Linked DNA regions of Mus musculus: region 2 is linked to region 1. A link is a contact called in public HiChIP or PLAC-seq data. All regions are on one chromosome and are shown on one strand. The core of a region is the stretch at or near the end of the contact, and the rest is flanking DNA. Distances in the headings are between cores, read along the strand shown. Region 1 has its middle 4.4 kb from the start of Gm51783. Region 2 has its middle 38 kb from the start of Gm51783.

The links. HiChIP or PLAC-seq counts read pairs in DNA pulled down with a chosen protein or histone mark.
Region 2: a contact with region 1 is called in an H3K27ac HiChIP or PLAC-seq map of extraembryonic endoderm stem cells. The contact joins two enhancer-like sites. A contact is called at or near these places in 2 of 15 datasets of contacts at CTCF or cohesin (CD8 T cells and large pre-B cells), 26 of 484 Hi-C or Micro-C datasets (the AtT-20 cell line, B cells, the C2C12 cell line and 14 more), 9 of 115 datasets of contacts at active chromatin or transcription factors (CD8 T cells, Th17 cells, embryonic stem cells and 5 more) and 1 of 9 other capture datasets (embryonic stem cells).

The regions. Positions count from the first base shown.
Region 1 is chr10:117,449,441-117,454,762 of GRCm38.p6, forward strand. No RefSeq gene overlaps it. Among named protein-coding and RNA genes, the nearest start is that of Gm51783, 4.4 kb to the right of the region's middle. Within about 2 kb of position 2,956, at least 63 of the 459 cell types and tissues checked have an H3K27ac peak or open chromatin away from gene starts, as enhancers often do. A contact at or near this core is called in extraembryonic endoderm stem cells, where this site is marked.
Region 2 is chr10:117,491,562-117,496,883 of GRCm38.p6, forward strand. No RefSeq gene overlaps it. Among named protein-coding and RNA genes, the nearest start is that of Gm51783, 38 kb to the left of the region's middle. Within about 2 kb of position 2,945, at least 49 of the 459 cell types and tissues checked have an H3K27ac peak or open chromatin away from gene starts, as enhancers often do. A contact at or near this core is called in extraembryonic endoderm stem cells, where this site is marked.

The DNA of each region.
Region 1 (5,322 bases), core at 1,706-4,205:
TAAATAAATCTTTTTTTAAGTATTATTTTATTTTATGTGTATGAGTGTTTTGCCTGCATGTATGTCTATGTACCATGTGTGGCTGGCTCCCAAAGAGGCCACAACATGTCATATCCCCTAGAACTGGAGTCACAAATGATGATGAGCCACCATGTGGGTGCTGGGCATTGAACCCATGTCCTCTGGATGAACAGCTAGCGGTGCTAACCACTGAGCCATCTCTCCAGTCCCAACTATTAGGGTTCTTAATGATAAATGTGTATTAGTTCCTTTTTTATTGTGATAAATACCATGACCAGGGCAAGTTATAGAAGGAAGAAGGAAGAGTTTATTTGGGGATAGGGTTCCAGGAGGAGAGTCTATAATGAGAGGGAGACACTGTGGCCCAGAACTGAGAGACCTCATCTTCAAATGAAAACACGGAGCAGGATGAACTGGAGTGGGGCCAGACTGCAAAGTTCAAAAGTCTGCACCCAGTGATGTATACTTCCTCCAGCAGGCTTTGCCTCATGAAGAAAGGTTCCACTTCCTCCCAAAAGAGCCACCAGCCAGGAGCTGACCAAGTGTTTAAATAAGTGACCCTGTGCAGCAGGTGGAGGGGACAGTTCTCAGTCAAACCACCACTATGTGTGAAAGCATCTCTCTTTCGATATCTTTGGGTTAAGTCCAGTCTCCAGAGAGAGCCATTTATCTACAGTCACAAAGTCTGTGTGAGACACCCTGTGTTAGGAGCACCCACTTTGGGCATACTGAGGACCCACTATGGGCAGATGTCAGAGACTCACAATAAACAATCTTTAGCAGTTGTTGTATGGAATGCAGTTTTCCAAAAATTTCTATAGTTCTATGCTAACCTATTCTTGTTAGCATTCTATCTGGACTCTGCCCCCACAGTTACCTGGCAACAACCAGGTAGGCTCCTCCCCACAGTTACCTGGCAACAGCCAGGTTGCCTGGCCCAACCGCTGCTTGCCCCCTCCTCTCTTTCTTACTCCTACTTCTCTCCCTTGCCTCTTGCTCCCCCTCTCCCCATTCCCTTCCCACTCTCTCCAAGTGGTCATGGTCATGGCTAGCCTCTATACTCTCTCTCTCTCTCTCTCTCTCTCTCTCTCTCTCTCTCCTCCTACTACTACTACCCTTTAAACTCCCTTCCCCATGCCCTTAATAAACTCTATTCTATACTATACCATTGTGTGGCTGGTCCCTCAGGGGGAAGGAATGCCTTGGCATGGGTCCGCTGAGGCACTCCTTTCCCCCACACCTACATAGAACATATCTCTCCTCTCTTTATCTTTTTATAGTCACAACAATCCTGGGATAGGATTGCCAGAAAGGGAGACAAAACCTGCCCAGGCCTGCCACAAGGGCCCTACTCATAGAATGTAAGGAGTGCAGGGGAGAGCTGCTGAGGTCGGTCTTCTACAGACAGGAGGTCTGGGCTCCTTGGGAGTCAGTTCTCAGCCAGGTCTTCCTGACTCAGTTTGTGAGTAGGGATCCCTTGTTCAGCATCCATAGTGTTAGACCTAGTGGGGAAACCCCTACCCAATTCCCAATTCGGCGTGCACCCAAAAAAATCACAAAGGACCACCATCTTGATGTAAATACATGAGGACGTTTAATTACGGAGCTCCGGACTGACATGTATCTCACACAGGAGATAACGGATGTCGGCCACGAGGCTCGAAAGCTAGGGGTTTTTATGGGGTAAGGGGCTTAGGGGTGTGGAATTCAGCATAGTGACACACTATTAGCTTATTTAAACATTAACAGAAAGATTACATGTTAGCAAAAGGGCATCAGGACTTTGTTCCTGTGGGCTGGGGGCTTATCTTGTTCACATAGCAACCAGTTGATGTATGACTTTACCCAGTGTCAAGGGGCAGTAGACAGAGGGGAGGTTCGGGCCAGGTGGTGTTGACCCAGACAAGATAGCCCTGCTTGTACAATCAAGCTGTTCTTAGGAATGTCTTAACAGCCCTGTCTGTTCTGCTTTGTTCTCGGCCCCAGGCCGCGGGCTCATAGACAACTCTTTTACATGAATCACAAGTTACAAAATCTCATTTTCTTTCAATAGGAAATGGCAAGCTACAGTAAAAGTAGTGTAGCTTCACTCCGACCTCCTACAACCTTCGAAAGTTATGCAATTATGGCTCAGTTGGTAAAATGGCTGCCATGGATGTAGCAAGCACATAAAAAGCTATGCCTGGCCGGGCGTGGTGATGCACACCTTTAATCCCAGCACTCAGGAGAAAGAGGCAAGCTGATTTCTGAGTTTGAGGCCAGCCTGGTCTACAAAGTGAGTTCCAGGACAGCCAGGGCTATAAAGAGAAACCCTGTTTCAAACAAACAAAACAACAACAACAAAAAAGCTATGCCTGGCACCGCAGTGCCTTGGTGGTAGACAGGAAGGGTCATGACCTTCCTGGCCTGCCGATTTTGCCAAATCAGTATCCTCCAGGTTCTGTGAGAGACCTTGTCTTAAAAAAAATTAAGTGAGTACCAGGCATGGTGATGGGTGGTACACACCTTCAATCTTAGCACATAGACAGAGGCAGGCAGATCTCTGTGAGTTTGGAGTCAGCCTATTCTATGTAGTGAGTTCCAGGACAGCCAGGGCCTCATGGTGAGCCCTTGTCTCAGAAAGAAGAATTGTGGAGAAGAGGCCTATGTGGACCTCTGGCCTACACACACCCACCCACACATACACACACACACACACACACACACACACACACACACACACACAGACACCACAGAGATTTTTTTATTGGTAAAAAAAGATTCTACTAGAATCAAGTGTCTAAATAATAGGATTTAACCAAGGGGATCAAAAGGGATTAGAGTGAAACACCAAACCCACGAAGACAAAGAAAATCGAAACCAGAAACCACTCTCTCCCCACTTCCTGCTGGCTCATTTCCAGGTGCCTTTCTGTCTGGTCCCATTGTCTTACTTACTTGATAATCTCCCTGGGCCAGGAGGGTGTTGATTTAGAGCACCTCCTACTCCGACTGATAACAGCCTCCAGGCCTTCCATGCTCTGTGGGGTCTTCTTCAGCCTCCTAATGGCCCACCCGCTGTGCTTTCTGTTACAAATGTGAAAACCTTCATCCCCGCTAACCTACCAAGTGGTAAGGTGTTATTTATTGAACAGATACCAGGAGCACATGAAGGGCCGGGGGCACAGCTCTAAATGGTTGGGGAACCTCAGAGAGCCAAACAGATAAGAAACCTGCTCTTAGCTGCTTGTATCTTCCTGAGGTGGGAGAGGGTGCCCAGAGAATACTCAGAAACACAACAAGCAAGTGTAAGGTGTACTTGGCAGGTGGGCTATGGGAAAGGTCACAGTACAGGGATGGAGGAGGGCACCTGATTCTCCCCTGTTATCAGTGGGAGGCTGCAGTGGAGCAAAACACCCCCAGTCCAGATCTGCCCAGCTTCTGCCCTAATTTCCAGTTTGATCTATCTGGGACCCTTTCCTTGATCTCCACTGAAAACAGGAACGATGTTAAGTGCAGCTAGGCACGCATATCCTAAAGCCGGACTATTTGAAACAGATTTCCAGCTCAGCAAAATGCTCCCCTTGGACCAGTAAGCTGCTCTCTGCTAATAAAATTTACCTGTGTCACAGGTTATGGAGAGGGTGATGTCACCCACGGAGAGAGTGATGTCACCCATGGAGAGGGTGATGTCACCTATGGAGAGGGTGAAGTATGTTTAGCATAAGATGAGCAGAGCTGAGCGTGGCACAGCGGGGCAGATGTCACATTAAAGACAGAATGCCCGAACTGTGGGGTGGAGGACAGCGTCTGCTCAGAAAACGATGGCAGGGTGAGGTTGTGCGACCCATTTCTACCCTTCAACAGCTGTACAGCCTGCTGTGTGGGCCCCCCTGCTCAAAGCCCGAGGCTATGCCAACATGAACACAAGCATGCCTCTTCTTGTATCCATTGGTGTGTTTCCGAAAACCGCTCTTGGTTTTCTGTAGTGAGGAGGGTGGGGGGTTGTTTGTTTAAAACTTTATAAACAGAAGAATTTTTTAAAAATCTTATAGTCACTGTAATTTACATGGTACAGGGCTGGCACTGACAGGTCCCTTCAATGACAAGTCCGTTCAATGACAGAGAGTTTGTCTGAAGCCCAGGCTTGGGTCTCCAGAATCTCTGCACCAAACCAATTGTGCAGTACATTGATCACTACTGATGGAGAAATAGGAGTTACCTTTCTGTTTTCAAGATCTATCTATCTATCCGTCTATCTATCTATCTATCTATCTATCTATCTATCTATCTATCCATGAGATCTTAGAGTTGAACAACAGGAAACTATACCAGTGTTCCAAACCACCTGGCAACTGTCAGATGTTGCCAGTCACAAAATCCACTTCCAATAAGATGCCAGACCTGTCAGCAGCCTTGGTTTGGGAGGTTCTTAGGGACACTTGCTACTGGCAATATGCTGGCAAGCCTACCATGTTCACAGCTTGTGTGAAAAATATCACCCAGGCACTTCATGTCCTGTTGCCCGACGACCTCCAACTGCTGTCCTGCCTCCCTCAGGGGGATGGGGTTAGCAGAGGATATCCACTCACAATGAGATGTCTCACTTTCTGCGTTCAGATGAGACAATTCTCACTGTTTTCTTTAGTAAGAAAATGTTTCCCGAGAGAATTCTTCTTCTTACCACATCATTGAGCTCTAAGAGAAGTTAGTATCTCTCAATGATGGAGACACACTCTTCAAGATCTAGGCTGGCCTGGTCTACATAGTGAGTTCCCTGTCACCCAGGGTGTTACAGTGAGACCCTGTCCTTTACCGAAAGCAGCCTTCATTTTAATTTGGTGTTGCTTGGCCTGTACTGTGGGGCTGTTAAAAGCCACACCCATAGCCTCTGTAGAAGAAATAGATGGCAAAAACTTCAGTAGAACATCGAGGGTGGGGCTGGAGAGATGGCTCAGCAGGTAAAAGCAATGACTGCTCTTCCAGAGGTCCTGAGTTCAAATCCCAGCAACCACATGGTGGCTCACAACCACCCGTACTGAGATCTGATGCCCTCTTCTGGTGCATCTGAAGACAGCTACAGTGTACTTGTGTATAATAATAAATAAATCTTTGGGCCAGGGTTGACCGGAGCAAGCAGAGGTCCTAAAACCTCAATTCCCAACAACTACATGAAGGCTCACAACCATCTGTACATCTACAGTGTACTCATATACATAAAATGAATAAATAAATCTTAAAACAAAGAAAAAGAACATTGAGGGTGGATGAGATTGACCAGCTTGTCTTAGGAAGGAAAGAAGGCTCAGGATTTTGCCAATGA
Region 2 (5,322 bases), core at 1,695-4,194, 42 kb after region 1:
TAAGTGTGCTTGGCTTCCCACCAAACCTGTCAATCAAACCTGAGACCCTTCTATTGTCCTGTATCTCATTGTCCATTTTCCTATAGCTTTGATCCTGTTAGGTCTACAGTAGGAGTACCTATGTCCTCTGGACCAAACCCTGATAGTAACCTGTGGTGTCCATTGCTGGGTAGCAGTTTCCTCTGAGATGAAAACCTTCTTATAATTTAAAGACTTCTTAAAACAAAACATCTTAAAGGGGAAGTGAGAAAAACAGACTATGTTAAGATAGGACAGCAATTCCTAACCTGTAGATCATGATCCATTTGGGAGATTGAATGACCCTTTCACAGGGTTGCCTAAAACCGTGGGAAAACAGATATTTATATTACAATTTGTAACAGCAGCAAAACTACAGTAATAAAGTAGCAATGAAAATAATTTTATGGTTGGGGGTTACCACAACATGAGGAACTGTGGTAATGGGTCACAGCATTAGGAAGGTTGAGAGTCACTGAGATAGAATGTCATTAAGGAGGTGAAATGGGGTGTTCAAAGTCAGGGAGAAGTGTTTCATCCGTTCAGGGAAGCTCATTAAGCTCAGGAAGAAACCAACTAAGTAGCTTCAGGAATTCCCTGAAACTGAGCAGATTCCGCACCCTTCCCAAGCAGCTGTAAGCAGTAAGCATTCCTGAGAGACACCATCAGACAAGCTGACTGTCCAGAAGAAGCAGAGGCCAGCTTCCTAGAAGAGACTCTCACTAACAAGTTGAGCTGCAGGCTATGAAGTTCACTCCTGGTTTCCTCCTTTCATGAGCTATCTATCACCCATGCTGGAGCAGGCTTTGGTGAAGCAGCTGTCTTTGAGTAATTTCTGCTCCTGTAAATATCTCCTACCCATACTCCTGTATGTAACCCCTATAAACCTCATGGTTCACCAAGTTGACCTTTGGTGGCACTTTGTTCTGTTGTTGGTTCCCTATGTGAAGTGAGTAGGGATTTGTTCATGTATTTCTTAGGAAGAGTGCCACACAACATCCATCTTTCTAAATTATTTTTAAATTTTTTTAAATTTATTTTTGTTGTTGTTAATGTTTGAGACAGAGTCTCTTTATGTAACTCTTGATGTCCTGGAACTTGCTACCTAGACCAGGTCATCCCTTGAACTCACAGAGATTGGTATGCCTCTGACCTCCGAGTGCTGGGATTAAAGGTGTGTGCCACCACATCTGACTAAATTAAGTTGTGATGGTTAACGTTCATTGTCAGCTTACTTGGGTTTAGCATCACCTAGGAGACACGCCATTGGGAATGTCTGTAAGGGTGTTCCCTGTGAATAGTAGACAAAGGGGCGAAGATTCACTTTGAATGTGGGTGGTACCATCCGATAGGCTTGTTCCCAGACTTAATAAAAAGAAAAGAAAAGGGCTGGAGAGATGGCTCAGTGGTTAAGAGCACTGACTGCTCTTCCGGAGGTCCTGAGTTCAATTCCCAGCAACCACATGGTGGCTCACAACCATCTTTAATGAGATCTGATACCCTCTTCTGGTGTGTCTGAAGACAGCACCAATGTACTCACACATATAAAATAAATAAATCTTAAAGAAGAAAAGAAAAGAAGCAAGTGGGCTGAGCATCGGCATTCAAGTGTCTGTCCCTCCTGACTGCATGCATCCCACCAATAGATATGTGTTAAGTACCGACTACACAAGTGTGTGTTGACTAATGAAGATGAATATTTTCTCCATTGGAGAGAAACTGTGGGGTCTGATCATTTGAAGGAGGGGGTAGTAGGAGGCGAAAGACAAGCATAGTCAACCTATTACAATATGATAACACAAACCTGTTGAGAATCTTGTGTTTCTACAAAAGTGACATTTAAACAAAGACCTAAAGGTTGGCTGAGCCAATAAGTGATGGATAGAGTCTTATCACCAGTGACTGAAGGCCTCTAGTTTCTGATCCAGCAATGTGATGCTAACTCTGAACTTTTCTGGATGAGAGAAGGCAAGGGTTATACTAGACACAGGCTGCTACCCAGTCATGTCTTTTCCAGAAAGAAAGGGTAATATTAAAACAAACAAACAAACAACCAAGTTTGAAAATTACTTAGAAAAATATTTCAAAAGTTAAGAAATGTCAAAGCTTGATTGACACTTTGTAATGTCCTAAGCAGCATATTTGGATGTATCTTTGGGACAATCTCACTGAGGACCCTAAACTAAGAAGCTGTCTGGCCTCTGGCTCCATTCTGTTTAGGGGAACTAACACACACATTTGGCATCAGGAAAAAGACTTCAGCCTGTAGCTAATACCTTCCTTATATACAGAGTAACTTTTTCAACAGACCCATGTTCACATACCTCAGCACTAATTCCCTTTGATACTTGAAAGACACAAGGCTAAGTAGGTTAAGGATTAAAGGGAGTACCTGAGAAAGGATTTTTTTTTCTTGTTTCGCTTTACTCATTTAAAGAAGATAATGCCTCTCAGAAGATGGGATGGAATTTCCTAGCAGAAACCACAGGATCCGGTTGCAGGGCCGAGTGCGCGTGGGGAGGGGGGGGGGAGGGGGCAGGGGGGAGGGGCGGGGGGGATGGAGAGGGTGAGTTTAATAAGTGGTACTTTCAGCCTTTAAAAGCCTGCCTCTCATAACTAAAACTTTCCAAGGCTTCCTCAAGCATCCTTGAGGCAACACCCACTCACCAAGGTCTCCCCCACCTTCCTTTAACATCAGGCAGGAAAGAATCTTTTCAACGGAAAGAGGTGTATACGTGCAGGAATTAAAAACCAAGCGAGGGAATCAAATACGATACATGTGAGAAAGCTGGGCCACGCTGCCGCTTGTGGTCTGCGCTTTCATCCAGATTTTTCTTTCTGTTGGAGCACAGCATAAGCTTTTCAAAGCTGCCTCTTCCTCCTCTTCTCGGGCTGGAATCTCAGATCGATTTCACCGCTGGCCTTTTTACACTTTGTAACATTGGGGAAGGCGGTCCGGTCACGTGGTATAGTGATAACGTTGCGTACACAGACCCGTGAGATCTTCCAAACAAAGGTCTGGGTTACAGCCAGACCACCAGACTGTGAAACTCGTTGAATAGTACAAGAGACACGTTTCTTAAGATTTAGAGCTGTGACCCCCATTTGTTTGCTTTCACTCTCTCAACTGGGCTGGGCTCATGGAGGACCTGGTTCATTCCTTTATCTCTACAAGGTGACAAACTCTCAACCAAGGCACGGTTTCTCTTTAGTCAATAGTTGCAGAGGGCTCCTCTCTCATAGGAAACAAAAATATAGCAGCCCAGGGTTTGGAGAACATCAACTCGCGCTGCAAGACCGTTTTATGGCTGTTCTTTTTCTGAGGACACTCTATGCTTTCCAAAGCCAAGAAAAAAAGGAGGAAAAAGAAAGTTAAAGAAGATAAAGACTGCAGCAAAGGCACACAGTGGGCGTCCTGGTCCACCTTCTATTACTGTGACAAACACCGCGGTCAAATACAGTGTCTCTAGTCACCTGCCTATGACGAAAGGATCTCTTTGGTTTATATGTTTTAATCAAAGTCCGTCACTGCTGGACCCTGGAGGCAGGAGCTGATGCAGAGGCCATGGAGGGATGCTGCTAGCTGGCTTGTTTCCCATGACTTGCTCAGCTTTCTTTCTTTTCTTTTTTTTTTTTTTAAAGATTTATTTATTTATTATATGTAAGTACACTGTAGCTGTCTTCAGACACTCCAGAAGAGGGCGTCAGATCTTGTTACAGATGGTTGTGAGCCACCATGTGGTTGCTGGGATTTGAACTTCAGACCTTCGGAAGAGCAGTCGGGTGCTCTTACCCACTGAGCCATCTCACCAGCCTCAGCTTGCTTTCTTATAGAACCCAGGTTTGCCTGCCTAGGGTTGGCACTGCCTCCTGCGGGCTGGGCCCTCTCCTATCAAACTGATCAAGAAAATGCCCTAAAGACTGGCTCATAGGAGATTCGATGGAGGCATTCTTTTTTTTTTTTTTTTTTTCTCCATTGAGGTTCCTCTTCCCAGATAACTTTTCTGTGTTAAGTTGACAAACAACGAACCACAATAGGGAAAAGAAAAATGTAACTGAGACCCTATGGTTTCTTTCTCTTTTTTTCCTTTTCCTTTTCCTTTTCCCTTTCCCTTTTCCTTTTCCTTTTCCTTTTCCTTTCCTTCTTCTTCTTCTTCTTCTTCTTCTTCTTCTTCTTCTTCTTCTTCTTCTTCTTCTTCTTCCTCTCTCTCTCTCTCTCTCTCTCTTTCTCTCTCTCTCTCTTTGTCTTCTCCTAGTTTTAATTTCGTTCCTATCATTTACTGAATTTAATGTAAAACATTTAGCATTTTGCAAGGTATGCCTGAAGGCGGGGCCTTGGAATGGAGGTCACCCCTGGAAGCTCGAGAGCTCCTTCACACAGTGAGTTGTGTGAGGGAGTAATAAAAGCGCCATCACATTAGCATCCCTCAAAATGGCGACTCTGAGGGATTTCAGAGAACCAAGAACAGGCGTGAGGAAGGAAAGCAGCCGAGGCTCCATGGAAGCAGGAGCGGAACCCCAGAACCACGTGTGTCTCTTTGCTGCACTGCCCGCTGACTGCTTTCCTGCTTCACTCTGTGCATATCCTCTCCAGTCCTCTCTGTCTATAGTGGAGCTTTCTAAGCCTCTCTCTGTGCTGGGCTGCTCTCCTGGTGCGTGAATGGAACTTATAGACGCAGGGGGTCACATCACGTGACACACACGTGATGAACCCAAGTCTGGAATAGTTCTCAGGGAAACCAGGATTCAATGAGGCGAAACCCCAGAGCTAGCCACAGCATGCCGTGCCATTATTTCTTGTTCATTTGATTGCACTCTAAGGAGAATATAGAGTGGGGACTGAGTGAAAGCCTCACTTTGTCAGGGAAATTCACAAGTATTTATTGAACACAATAAAGCGGCAGAGCAGAGGACAATAAGGCTGAAAGCAGTTGATTTCCTCCCACGGACTTCTAAAACCATTGTGACTCTCATTGGGAAATGGATCCTAAGTGACTACTGTGTTCATACAGAGCTGTACCCAGTCAGCATCACTGGGCTCCAGAGAAATACACTTTAAAACATCCGTAGTCTACTTCTATTTTTTGACTAAAGAGTGCTTTATGTAAGGAGGTAACTGAGGAGCTGGAGGCCGGCGAGGCTCTTCCCCGGTGTCTCCCTCTGCTGAACAGCACTTCACATCCCACGGAATGGCGAACATAAAAAAAGGATGACAATTCCAAGTGAGTGTGAGAATGTGGACAGACTGGAACGTTCGCTCATGTGTGTTGGATGGGTGTGTAAAGTGTACTAAGTCAAGAAAAT